Linked DNA regions of Mus musculus: all the other regions are linked to region 1. The links are chromatin contacts, called in public promoter capture Hi-C maps. All regions are on one chromosome and are shown on one strand. The core of a region is the stretch at or near the end of the contact, and the rest is flanking DNA. Distances in the headings are between cores, read along the strand shown.

Region 1 (3,309 bases), core at 342-2,841:
TGGTGAGATGGCTCAGTGGGTAAGAGCACCCGACTGCTCTTCCGAAGGTCCAGAGTTCGAATCCCAGCAACCACATGGTGGCTCACAACCATCCGTAACAAGATCTGACTCCCTCTTCTGGTGTGTCTGAAGACAGCTACAGTGTACTTACATATAATAATAAAATAAATAAAATTAAAAAAAAAAAAATTCACTTTAATGAGGCTTTATTAAATCCAAAAGGTAACAGGCAACATTTTTCATGTGTTTACTATGTGCTACAAAAGAGTGGCAACATTTTAAGTATTTTTTTTCTTTTGCAATTCTCATGACAATCCTATTATGTTTCTAAGTTTTCAAATGTGGTTTAGAGAGATTAAGTAATTTGCTGAAGATGCTGATAGAACCAGAATTCAAAGCCAGACAGAGGGTTCTGACTCTACAATCTAATTCTTGGGGGCAGGATTTTGTTTTTTGTGGTTTTGTTTTGTTTTGTTTTTGGATGCACCAATTCACCGTGGGCATTCTGCAAACCTGGACAGATTCCTTGTTCCAGGCCAGAGAACTAGAGAATAGGATCCCACCTTCTCAGCCAGGCGGTGGTGGCTCACGCCTTTAATCCCAGCACTTGGGAGGCAGAGGCAGGTGGATTTCTGAGTTCGAGGCCAGCCTGGTCTACAAAGTGAGTTCCAGGACAGCAAGGGCTACACAGAGAAACCCTGTCTCAAAAATCAAAAAAAAAAAAAAAAAAAAAAAAAAAACCCAAAACCAAAAACCAAACGATCCCACTTTCTCTCCAGATGGGTTGCTTCTTCTCAGAACACTGGATCGTCAGTAGCAATGCAACCTATACACACTACCAAACTGGAGCTTCATCCAGACTTGGAGGTACCGTCTGTATCACTGTTCTCATTGTACAATGATGGAACGCAACTCTCACCAGAGGGGGTTGTCGGTCAGCAGCAGGCAAAGTCTCCAGTTTTGTTTTGTTTATTGCCTTGCGCTTCTGACAATTCCCAAAGTATCTATTTCAATCTACCCTACCGAGGACCCCCACCGCCTCCCTACCTCCCTCGACTCGCTCTTTGATTCCGAACAGGACGCACGGCAAACACTGATCTACTTGTTAATCTTGCTCCGTCAAAGCCAATAGAAAATCCGCAGCTCGACACAGTCGCTCCCACTGAGTAGAAGGCCTGCGGATTTTGTTTAGTTTTCTGAAGGGATGGGATTTACCCAAACCCCCCGGTTTGACTCCGGGATAGGTTACCTCTTGATGGTAAGGCTTCGGAAAAGTGGGTACCACGCGGAGAACTGACAGTGACTAACATGCTCCTTCTTCATTCTCCAGCTGCCGCGTCAATAGCCGCCTTTCCCTCTCCCGCCAGCCCTCTCCCGGAACCCTGCGCAGCACTTCCGGAAGTGCCGACCGAGCCGTCTTAAAGAAAGGACTCTTCCGGTCCGTAAAAGTCCGCTGGCGCTAGACTCTAGAGCCATGGTAGACTGTATGCTTAGCGTGCCCACACAGACGCGCAAGACACACAGAGATCTGAGTCCGCAGAGAAGAGGCACGAAAGCGTAGATTTTTAGGAAGCTTACATCTCCGCTTTCGTCTGTATGCACCTCGACCCGGAAGGTAATCATCTGAAGCTAGCTGAGCTTCTACGGGTGCCTGGAGGAGGACGTGTGCACATCCTCCTTGCACCACGAGAGGCGCCGGTGTCTCTAGCGGTGGCGCCTGATTCTACGGAGACTGCAGCTTCTGCCTGATCCTTTTTCCTTTCCTCCTCAATCCCTTCCACATCCCACAGTTTAGTGTAGGTAAGTGGGCGCGAGCCAACCTCGGTACTAAGTGTCCTTGGAGAGGGGAAGGGAAAAAAGGGCGCGAGCACAACCGATGGTGCCCAGAGTACAGCCCGCCGCGCGCGCGTGTCTCCGCGTCTGCGCCTGAGCGCGAGACGAGAACCCGGGATCCAGGCGGACCAGCCTGGGCTACGAGAGGAACCTGGGAACAGCACAGTAAATGTTGGAACACATCAGTTGAGGCATCTACAAGAAGGATGGCCCCTTCTCATTCCGGAAAGTAGATTTTAGAGACACAGGGAAGAAGTCCCGCATGCACGATTCTGGGGAGGAGGGTGGTATTTTACGATCCTGAAGATGAAAGAAGCGATGTTCGTCTGAGAAATCAAGAAAAAGGGGAAAGTTGTGTCTTTTAAGCTTAAAGTTTAGTCCAATTCCGAAAAAGTTACCAGTGTGGAAAAAGCACATATTTTTATCAATGTCTCTGCAATGATGAAATCGTAAAAGGTTGGAAGAGTTTGTATACGACAACTTGTGATATCATTTTTCTCCCTACTCCTTTTTCCATCTATCATCCTACAAAGTTCAGTTTCTTTTTAAAAAAAAAAAAAAAAAAGGAAAAAAATCACCAGCTGCAAGAGACAGGCCTTTCAAACCCTCTGGTGCTTCCTGTAATGTAGAAGCCTTGGGCATGTTCCAAGCACGTATTTGTCCAGAAGCACCACATTTCTGATACTCACCCTCACAGAAAAATAAATTGCATTTTCCACAGCGCATCTAAGCAGTTTAAATTAGAGAGAGAGGAAAAACCCCAGCCACTGTTGACCTCTTTAGAAAGGTATTTGTTAGAACTGATGAACAGAATCCTCTGTATTTTGAATTAGAATTCGTGCTCGCGCGTGCACACACACACAGGAGAGGTATACATTGTTTGAAATGTTACAGGTAAAGTGGTTGGAAGCATTGCTTAAAGAATACCTTCCAAAATCAAGATCAATGGTTTATAATGTTGCAGTGTATAATGATGTGTTGTGGATAGCAGAGCTTCTTATTTAAGAATGGTGGTATCCAGAATTAATCAATCCTGGGTTTTGTTGCTTGTTTGTTGTTTTGATACATAGTCTCTCTCTACATACTCCTGTCTGGCCTGGAACTCTTTGGTTCTCAATGTGTGGGTCACGACCCTCTCACAGGTCCTATATCAGATGCTCTATAGACCAGATATTCACATGACAATTCATGACACCAAATTACAGTTGCAAAGTTGCAACGAAATGATTTTATAGTTGGGGGAGGGGGTCACCACAACATGAGGAACTGTATTAAAGGATGGACACTTTAAGAAGGTTGAGGACCACTGCTCTGCATAGACCAAGCTGGCCTCAAACTCATAAAGATCCACTTGCCTCAGTCTCTTCAGTGCTAGGATCAAGGTCTGGCTAGTCCTCTGTGATGTGAGGAAAAGCAGCAATAATCCATATCTTCCCTTTTCATTTTCTGGAGAATGGTGCTGCTTCTCAGAGACAG
Region 2 (3,309 bases), core at 310-2,809, 2.5 Mb before region 1:
CATGGATCTATCTTAGAAATAACCTGTGGTTTTTAAGAACCATCAGATGGCTGACTCACCCTAGAGCTTACTGAGCTGGAATTTCTGGGAGTCAACTGTGCCACAGGTGCTGGTAAAAAGCTGCCCAACATTTGGAGATGTTGATGTGAGGCAGGTGGCATCTCCAGACTGCACGGCCTTTGGAGATGGTGTTGCACTCACTCCCAGTAAGAGCTGCAATCTTGATTCTGTCAGTGCTGCCCACTGCTACAGACACTGGCTATAGCTGCTTCCATAATAACTGCTTCCATCAATCCCCATGAGCTGCATGCTCCTCACAAGCTAAGAGATTCAAGAACAGGTCGTCCAAATCTATCGAGGTGACCAGCAGCTGGTAGCTAGCTTTGAGTAAAATGACCAGGAAGCAAGGGACAAATGGTCCCACCACAACGCTTGCCAAACTGCAAGTCAGCTACTGTCCCTGCCTAGCATGGGGGACACTCACAGATGCTCTGCAACCAAGGGATTGCAAGATTGGGATGTATGTCTCTGATTCACAAAAACCTGGAAGGGGAGATGAAAAAAAGAACCAAGCCTACATAAGATGACCGCCATGCAATACTAATTTTTAAAATGCTGAATATTAACAGGTTCACAGAGCTTGATCAAGTACCTTGCCAACTATGTCTGCAAGCTGCTACTGCCTACAGGACCAATTACAAACTCAAAATGTTTACTCCCATTTCTCAAGCATTTCTCCTTTCACTCATCACCCATATTACAGATTCTGGCTATTTAATGAGGCCTCTGGTTTCTCATGTCCTTATTCAACGTACACTGTGCCTGGTAGAGCACTTACATACATTTTTTTCTATCAAATTATTATGAATTATCCTTGCTGTTGCAGGCCATTAGGCATTGGGCAAAGCAAAAAGCTTCTGCGAGTAATAAAAACGGCTCACTCTAAAGCCAGAGTAGTGAGGTTATCTTGAGGAACAGGCCTTAGTTGAAGTCTCTGGAGAAAACGACCATTAACCAACCGCAATCTAAAATATTCCTCCTTTGAAGGAATTCTTTAGATAGCCCAAGAAGGAAGCGGGCAGTGAGGGATTACAGAAGAACATTAAAGTTCAGTATCGCCCGAACAGAGATGCTGGAGTTGAAGATACTGGGTAAGGACAAGATGGTGACTCTAGAGCCTTTCAAGAAGGGCGGCGCGATTAGAATCGCGTCACAGAGACCTTGATTTGGGAAGAGACCCTAGAAAGGCTGTCAGCAGCAGAGAAGCTCCCGCGGTCTCGGGAGGACGAAGGGGTACCCGCATCACACAACACGACGGAAGGAAACCCCCGAAGGCAGGGATCGGCTGAGACCAGCCGGAAAGAACCTCAGGGAGAGCGGGCTCTGGATGACCCCCACCCCGCGGTGACCCGGGTGCCCACGGGCCGGGACTCGAGCCACAGGCACGCACGCGCCCACCTGAGCAGAAGCGCCCCGCGGAGACCACGTGACGGATCGCTTCACTACAGCAACTCGGTCACTACCAGGAACCACTGCGCCCGCTCCACGTGCGCCTGCACTGAGCGTGCGCAGAACACGAGCTCCGCCTACCTGCCTCTGCATTACGTCACTCCCAGTCAGGGACGTCAGGCGTGGTGTGTGGACTAAACCTGGCACAGCACTGCGCAGGCGTGTATTCTGTCTCGCGAGAGTCTGTGGTTGCTGTAGTAACCAGCCTCTCCCTTCTGACTGGTCGTCCAAAATGACGATGCGGAACAGCTCGGTTCTGTGAGAGGTTCGTCTCTCCTTTTGGCTCTCCATTTTTAGCCCAGTTGCTTCTGCCTTGCTGTCTCTTTTTGTTCTGGGGATACAAAACTCCAGCCCTTATAGCCACCCATTCCCCTGCACGCGTCCCTGGGAGAGGCTGGTTACTACAGCAACCACAGACTCTCGCGAGACAGAATACACGCCTGCGCAGTGCTGTGCCAGGTTTAGTCCACACACCACGCCTGACGCCCCTGACTGGGAGTGACGTAATGCAGAGGCAGGTAGGCGGAGCTCGTGTTCTGCCACGAAAATCAAATAAATAGGGGTTATAGGGTTGCATGTACTTAGAGATTATGTGTAGAATCTTGGGCACACTGAAAGGAAAATAGGGGCTGCATTTAGTTCCACAGCAGTACTCCAGAGTACTCCGGCAATAGCTGTTGTGCCTTCTGACAAACGGAGACAAAAAATAAGAAAGGTTATGAAACAAAATCACTGGAAAGTTACAACTGGTAAGCAGTGGAATAATGTACTAAAGATTAAAAATTACGCACGCCTTTAATCCCAGTACTCGGGAGGCAGGCGGATTTCTGAGTTCGAGGCCAGCCTGGTCTACAAAGTGAGTTCCAGGACATCCAGGACTATACAGAGAAACCCTGTCTCAAAAAAACAAAAAACAAAACAAAACAAACAAAAAAAAAAGGCAGGAGAGATGGCTCAGCGGGTAAGAGCACTGACTGCTCTTTCAGAGGTCCTGAGTTCAAGTCCCAGCTCACAACCATCTGTAATGGGATCCAATGCCCTCTTCTGGTGTGTCTGAAGACAGCAACAATGTACTCACATACATTAAATAAATAAATAAATAAATAAATAAATAAATAAATAAAAATTACTTGACAGGAATTACTTTCTGTTCTTATGAATTTGGGAGGATTCAGGTCCTTCTCTTTATCTTCCTCTTTTTTCTCGGTGTTTTCATTGCTCATTTTAGACTAACATATAGGATCTAGCTTCTACGTTTCCATTATTCACCACCTATTGAACATTTAAACAGAACAAACACTGTTGCTTGTGGTCAAAGATTGTTGAAGTTTTTACAGGAAAAGCGTGCTGTGGTTTCTATCACAAGTAGATGAACTAGATTAAGTTCGGTCGAGTTTTGACTGTGCCATATAAGACGTCCTTTACTATTACCCGCAGTCATGTAGCGCTAAAGACAAATCGCGATGGTAGAATTGAAATACTAAAGGTTCACATAAAATCCTGGCTCGTGGAAGACTGAGACAGGAGGCTGCAGACTGGGCCTTCGGGGCCAGAACTTGCACACACCATAACAGAAAAATAAATAAATAAATAAATAAATAAATAAATAAAAATAAAAAAAGGCAGAAAGAGGGGCAAGATAAAGAAGTAAAAAGGTAATGGCTATGAGTGTTGTCCCACCAAAGTTCCAGCTCTTACATTACAAGCCTCTGCCGCCAGGCTGCTATGTTGACACCCTAGCCTTCCCACTAACTAGTGTCCCTACACCTCAGGCAAGTTAATTAGCCAACTATGAAATGA
Region 3 (3,309 bases), core at 261-2,760, 2.4 Mb before region 1:
AATGTGAATAGAACCAGGTATTATGACTGCAAGAGTAACCAGATGTTCTCTGACCCTGGCATTCCGACCCCTCTGCTCAGAGCTTACTCCTGGCATCATCCCATGATCACTTCTGCCTCTGTGAAAATATTCTTGTCATATTCTTCATTTTTGTGGCTTTTCAAATGTGCTGAACTCGGATGGCACATCAGAGTTAGCCATGTAACCACTGTGGATCGAGAAACCTCATCTTAAAGGGAAAAAGAGAGTTTATTCTGGGGCCATTTTTAATAACCTTGGGGCTGGAACAGAGATTTGGGTCATCCTAAATTCCATGTTCCAACAAGGAAAGAGTTTCACAGTTTTATAGAAGAAAGTCTTAAGTCAGGTCATATTTAGTGTACATCGGAGAGCAAAGATGAGAAAGCTTTTCTATAGGCCCGAGATGCTATCTGATGACGTTCTTAATTTTTGGGTTAGGTGAAAATAGTGGTCTGCTAAACTAGGAGATTCCAAAAGGTTTTCATCTGTTACTCACAAGATGTTAATTCCAACAGAGATAAACAAGGGATGGCTATTCCCAAGGGCTAGAACTAGCTCAAGATACGATAATTCGCTTCTGGATCTGCAACATTCTAATCTCCCCACAGTACTAAAACCAGTCGCTCAGTTTTTGCAGACACTGCTTCTTTTCAGTTTTCCTGTTTACCTCCACAAGGCTTGCCAAAGTGTTCTGCATAGCAGGGTTTGGAGGTTCCAGTTGATCAACAGTGCTGAGTATCTGAGGAGAACTTGCTAGGAAGGAGAAAATAAATGCCACTGACAAAGTCTTTGGTGGATCTTAGTATGATTACTACACACTTTCCCACCCTGCCCCCCATCCTCTCCCTCTGTCTCTTTATATATCCTTCTGACTTCCTCAAAGTACAACTTAAATGATTACTGGAGGCCAGCAGATCAATGGAATCTTTACTCCCCCCACCCCTGCTCTAAGAATCTATGTCTGAATTGTAGCCTTCAAAATATAGTTAGCTTATATAATACAGAAGAGGGAGCAACTACCAATGGAATCTACTAACCAAGAGTCAGAGGCAATGACTCATCCAATCCTCGTGGTTACCCTATAAAATACAAATTGGGATAAGATTTTTAAAAAAGTGAAAAGAACTCGATCTTCACTAGATCTGAGGAAATGCAAGGCAATATGGTTAAGAAAAGGGAAGCTCTCTGGCCTCCATTCTCAGTTGTGTTTCGTTTCCTGCCTTGGTTCCTCCACAGATGCGGGCAGATCTGCATTGCGCAACAAACACTTCGGTGTCTTTTCTTGCTTTCTGGCAGGAACGTGACTTTCCATGACCAGCCAGTGCTACCCACAAACTACGCACAGCTGTTTCTCCGTGCCCAGCTGGTGCAGTTATTTAAACCAAGGGACTTGGGAGGCTGGATCAGGATTGGATGCCCATTGGCTCCGCCCCTACCTCAAGGGTCCTTTGATTGGATGTGGCTGAGCTCTGCCGGCCTATGGGTAGGCGGTGCGCAGGTTCCCGGAAGTGGCGCCCAGGGTCAGTGTGTGCTTCTGTTTCCGAGGTGGGCTTTGGGTCTAGTGTTCCCGGGTGCGATGAGCTCCTTCCAGGGACAGATGGCGGAGTATCCAACCATCTCCATTGACCGCTTCGACAGGGAGAACCTGAAAGCCCGTGCCTACTTCCTTTCGCACTGTCACAAGGGTGAGTGAGCTCCTCTCGTTACCTATTTCAGGGGCGCTATGGTCTGAAGAGGCAATGGCAGAGGTCGGCACCTGGTGAGGGGAGGACAGGCTGGGACTCCGCGAGGCACTGGGAAGCACTCCTAATGCCAGTTGGCGCTTAACCTCTGGCTTTATTGAGCTCCTGGTCTGTACCACCTCTGTAACCCCAGCTCCTAACCCCAGCTCCGGTTGCAATCAGACCTGGACGCTGTGGTAAGGCAGAGCTGTTAGAAGTGCTGGTTGCTGTCCCAGCGGAGGGTATGTTTGGTAAGGCTTAATTAATTAGCTCATGCCCAAACTTCCCTAATTCTCGTTTATCTCGAGTAAGGAAAACACGTTTCAGAACGTCTACACCCAAAGACATTAGGTAAGAGCGAAATGCCCCTCTCTCACACAGGCACGTGTTTCAGAAGTTCTACATCCCGGAGATATTTGGCAAGAGCCCAAGATCGATCTGTACATCTATCTCTGTCTCTCTGTCTCTCCTCCTCCCTCTCCCTCCCTCCCTCGCTCCCTTTAACCCCCCCCCCCCCACACACACACAAATGTTTCTCACACTATACTCTTGGGTGTGTGTGTGTGTGTGTGTGTGTGTGTACAACCAGTCGATAAGCTTGGCCAAGTGTCCCCCATTTTTCTTCTTTATTATTTACTTATTTTAGGTTGTGGGGCAGAGCTTCACGTATCCTAGGTGGAGTCATATCAGCCCACCCAGGTTCTCATACTCGCACTTGATCTTCCTGCGTATGTCCCCTGACCCAGGTGGGACTTGAATAGCTTTCATCAGCTCAGGGTCTAACCCTTTTTAGTGGTTCCTGTTCCCTACTCTGAAAGGTTCGTCATGTGCAGAAGAGCCAAAGGCCTGTGGGAATCTATTTGCTCAGAATGGTGAGCCTTAGGTAGTTTCTCACAGTAGGAAGCTTACAAAGACAACCCAGCTGTTGCAGGGAAGAGAAATCCTCTAAAAAACCAAATCAAACAAAACATGGTTATGATTTCTAATTCTTTTCCTTGTAGATCACATGAAAGGATTAAGGGCTCCTTCCTTGAAAAGAAGGCTGGAATGCAGGTAATTGGCTTTGTTACTTATTTGTATTTAAGTAGATATCTTAACTGAGAGATAACACCTAGGCAGAACAGGACATACACCCTAGCAGGGTAGCCTGTATAAACTTTATGAGCTTATATAAACATTATGTGGCTTCCACACAGATAAGAAGTTGAACACTACCATGTCCCAGACCCCTGTCTAGTCTTACCTGCTTCTTCTCCAAGAAGTATTTCCTATTTTGAGTTTTTGTCACAATGAGCTAACTTTGGATATTCTTGAATTTTAATATAAACAGGTGGCTTAATATGGTGGTCTAATCACAACATGGAGGAATCAGGAGGATTTGTGAGTTCAAGGCCAGCTTGAGTTACATAGTGAGAACTTGTCTTAAACAAATGAAAATAAATAAACAGGATCATATACTGGATAGATTAAGACATCTTCAATATTTTTCAAAGGTTTATTTATTTTTTTATTTTACATGTATGCTTGTTTACCTGTGTGTAGCTGTCCTATGAGTGCTAGGAATTAA
Region 4 (3,309 bases), core at 525-3,024, 2.1 Mb before region 1:
TAAAGTCACCATTGGATACACCAGCCACCGGGAAGGACACAAGCTTGTGAAACTGTGAGCCCAAGTAAACCCTCCTTCCCCTGTTTCTATCAGGTGTTTTGTCAAAATGGCAGGAAAAATAGCTAAAACAATAGATATTGTAGCAGCAGCAGCAGCAGCACCTGCTGCAGCAACAGCAGTGGTGGATCAGTTTTGATTTAAAAGTTCACCCAGAAAGCAGCTGGGACCCTGACACAATGGTGGCTAGGACCAGTTAGAACACCATTACCATACTGTGGTCACAGAGCCCAGAGGCAAGTGTGGTGGGCACTACCGGAGATGGGGAGGGGATAGCTGCTCATCCTATTCAGAACTTAGGAGTTGATGTCAGTGTGGGTAGGGGTAGGAGTCTAGGCAGGATCCCTCTGCTTGGAGACTAGGGAGCCATCAGGGGGAGAGGAAACTCCATGCATGGGGGTGAATGGCAGAAGACTGCGAGTGAAGCACAGCAGAGAGCCCCTGGGACTGGGAAGGCTCTGAGGAAATTATTGTTGGCTTACCTCTATGAGAAAGCGGCAAAGGAATATTGCAAAGTTATCACTATTACGTGCTGTATTTTAGACTAATGTGAAGTAATGTGAATCCTGGGGTGAGTGTGTCTATTGCTCCTGGATTGGGAGGATGCCCAGGAGCTGGCTAAGAGGACTCTGTAAGACTGAAACATTTGGAATAGGTAATTTGCTCATTGAAATCCACTGACAGCATTTTTCCCCCTGTGCAAATATGACCTAAGCTCTTTGAGTCAGAAAAGTTTCCTAATAAATAAATCCTTAGTCATCTGTTGCCAAGAAAATGAAAAGGCTTTGGTATGGAATCCATCAACCTGCTGGCCTTGTTCTCACCCTGAGACAGGGCCTGCTTTTGAACTCGTGATTCATGTAAATGGCTGAACTCGTGATTCATGTAAATGGCACCCTTGGAATTTTGGGTAGGGCAGGGAAACAATTCAGGAGAGCTAGAGAATGAAATTAGATTTTTTTTTTTTAAAGATCAGATCAGTCCTTCCTTGATCTAAATTCTCCATCTGCCCTTTGGTGAGGGTGGAGAGGAAAGCCCAGGTCAGTGGGTTCTGAGCCTTCAGTTGACTGTGACTTTATGTAATTATAACAAACTCCTTTTTTGATTTTCTTCCAAAAAAAATATTTGGCAGGGTTTCAACAGACCGAAGAGAAAGGGGTGGGGGAGAACAAAAAGGAGAGAGAACACAGAGATACAATAAGAGATACACAGTAACATAGAGACATAGACACACAGTAAGAGAGCTACAGATACATAAAGACATAAGACACAGAGAGACAGAAAGGACAAACAGAAAGAGAAACAGAGAGAGCAAGAGAAGGACAAACAGAGAGACAGAGCATGAGAGGGACAGACAGAGAGAAACACATATACAAAGGAGAGACAGAAAGATGAGAAATAAACTCAAAAGCAGATGCATAATGAATTTTAAATTGTGGGCCCCGTGAACTTGCAGCTGACACCTTCCATTAGACAGGTGACAACTTTTCCTTCCACCTTCCTGGTCCTTTCCTGGGCACCCAAGCAAAGGAAAGTAAACCCGCACAACAGAGGCCCCTGCCACATGACCAAGGATCCAGAGCTCTCATCTGAGTCCACTAGGGCAAAGCAAGGCTGAAAGCTCGGGGGGCGTGGTCGGCCGTTCGGGGGCGTGGCCTAGGAGTTGGGCGTGACTTAGTGATGACTCAGCGGCCCCGCCCCGTCCCCGGCCCGCCCCGCCACTTAATTCTGACGCGCGAGGCCGCCGGGTGCGAGAGCCGCCCCGAGCCGGACGGGCTTCTTACTCCGGCGTTGCAACCGCCGTCGGAACCGCCCTCTCGCCACCTCGGTGGCTAAGGTGCCGGGTACCAACGCCAGCAGCGGAGCGCGCCAGGGAGCAGCGCGCCTTTGTGCGAGGTAGGCTGGCCCCACACTTACTTCTCACACAAAGACGAGGGGCTTGCAAGGCGGCCGCCCGCCGGGAGAAAGCGACGGGTGTCTGACCCCGGCCTGGGGGACCCTGTCGTTGGCCTGCAGGGCGGGCTGGGGTATGCGGTCCCTCGGGCGTAGGCGAGCAGCGGGGAGCCTGGTGGCCCTGCGCTGCTTGGGGAGGTCTAGGGTGCAGGGCCCGGGCGGCGGCCCGGATCGAGGGGCGCCGGGGCGGAGGGGCCCCCTGGAGAGGGGGGAATCCAGGCTGCTGCTTGGTTGGTTCATTGTTGCATCCTCGGCCCTGCAGACCCAGACCTTAAGACCCAGGCTGCAGTGGCTGCGCGCCCCGGGCCAGATGCCCGCCTTGCCTGTCCCGGCAGCAGGACAGGGTCAGCGTCCCGAAGCCGGCTCCTACCCGGCAGACAAAGGCGGGGTCGTGCTGCTTTGAAAGGTGGTAGTGACACTGTTTCCTGTCTGCAAGTAACTTTTCTATGTTGGACTCTGCTGTGCCTCTTGGAGTCCGGTCAAGCCAGGGGGTTTGGGTGATGTCAGCGCAGAAGTCCCCACATTTTTGGGGGACTCAGTGATTGCCTCCTGAAACATTTCTGGATGACTGGGAGGTAATCTGGTGTATAAGAGCCAAGTTTTGACATGTGTGCTGGAAGTGAAGCGTCCCCAGCTCTCTTTGAAATGTAGAGAGTTCCTGTTGAGAGGATGAAGTGCACACACCAGCCATCCCAATCCCTTCTCAGATTTTTGTCCAGGACTGCTAAGTGAGGTTACTTAGTCAGAATGGGGGGTGATACTGGAGGCGCCAACAGGGGAACAGAAGGAGCCCTGTTTGGCTTGACTTTCTGAATTTGAGCCTCCCTGCTAACAGGTACACTTTCTCTAGGCATGCTACCTCACTAGCATTTGGACATGTTAAAGTTGCTCTAAATCCTGTCAGAGATGCCTGTCTAGGGACGGTTCCTTAGTGTTTGGAGTTTCAGGCTTTACAACTTTGAATTAATAATCATATATATTTGTGATAAATTAAAAACCAGAAGATAGGTCACTCATGTGGCCACCACCCACACATACCCTGAGGATGAAGGTGTATTTGCTTTATAGGTGGCAGGGAAGTTTGTGTGTGTGTGTGTGTGTATGTGTGTGTGTGAGAGAGAGAGAGAGAGAGAGAGAGAGAGTCTAAATGAACACATTGTTAATTCCTAACCTTTATACTTGTCTAAAGCATGACATTTAATAATGATAACTTTGCAATGTTCCTTTTACTGCTTTCACAGAGGATTATACTAACAACTTGTTTTGGAATATATTTTCTCAGAGCTTTGCCAGTAACTA

The links. Promoter capture Hi-C pulls out the DNA fragments that hold promoters and counts their contacts.
Region 2: a promoter capture Hi-C map of pre-B cells shows a contact between it and region 1, with 4 times the contacts expected there. The contact joins the promoter of Rpp38 here to the promoter of Cdc123 in region 1. A contact is called at or near these places in 2 of 39 promoter capture datasets (liver and pre-B cells).
Region 3: a contact with region 1 is called in a promoter capture Hi-C map of pre-B cells, with 8 times the contacts expected there. The contact joins the promoter of Dclre1c here to the promoter of Cdc123 in region 1. A contact is called at or near these places in 3 of 39 promoter capture datasets (the C10 cell line, liver and pre-B cells), 1 of 115 datasets of contacts at active chromatin or transcription factors (thymic regulatory T cells) and 1 of 9 other capture datasets (adipose tissue).
Region 4: a promoter capture Hi-C map of liver shows a contact between it and region 1, with 2.8 times the contacts expected there. The contact joins the promoter of Fam107b here to the promoter of Cdc123 in region 1. A contact is called at or near these places in 2 of 39 promoter capture datasets (liver and pre-B cells), 1 of 115 datasets of contacts at active chromatin or transcription factors (astrocytes) and 1 of 9 other capture datasets (adipose tissue).

What each region holds. Positions count from the first base shown.
Region 1 is chr2:5,843,586-5,846,894 of GRCm38.p6, forward strand. It overlaps Cdc123 (cell division cycle 123), which reads right to left and starts at 1,592. Exons shown (of 13, transcript NM_133837.5): 1 at 1,250-1,592. The coding sequence starts at 1,323. Nudt5 (nudix (nucleoside diphosphate linked moiety X)-type motif 5) reads left to right here and starts at 1,449. Exons shown (of 10, transcript NM_016918.3): 1 at 1,449-1,800.
Region 2 is chr2:3,331,069-3,334,377 of GRCm38.p6, forward strand. Rpp38 (ribonuclease P/MRP 38 subunit) reads right to left here and starts at 1,560. Exons shown (of 2, transcript NM_001013376.2): 1 at 1,459-1,560. It also overlaps a transcript of Acbd7 not described here.
Region 3 is chr2:3,422,621-3,425,929 of GRCm38.p6, forward strand. It overlaps Dclre1c (DNA cross-link repair 1C), which reads left to right and starts at 1,511. Exons shown (of 14, transcript NM_146114.3): 1 at 1,511-1,706; 2 at 2,744-2,795. The coding sequence starts at 1,598. It also overlaps a transcript of Meig1 not described here.
Region 4 is chr2:3,711,684-3,714,992 of GRCm38.p6, forward strand. It overlaps Fam107b (family with sequence similarity 107, member B), which reads left to right and starts at 1,775. Exons shown (of 4, transcript NM_025626.4): 1 at 1,775-1,953.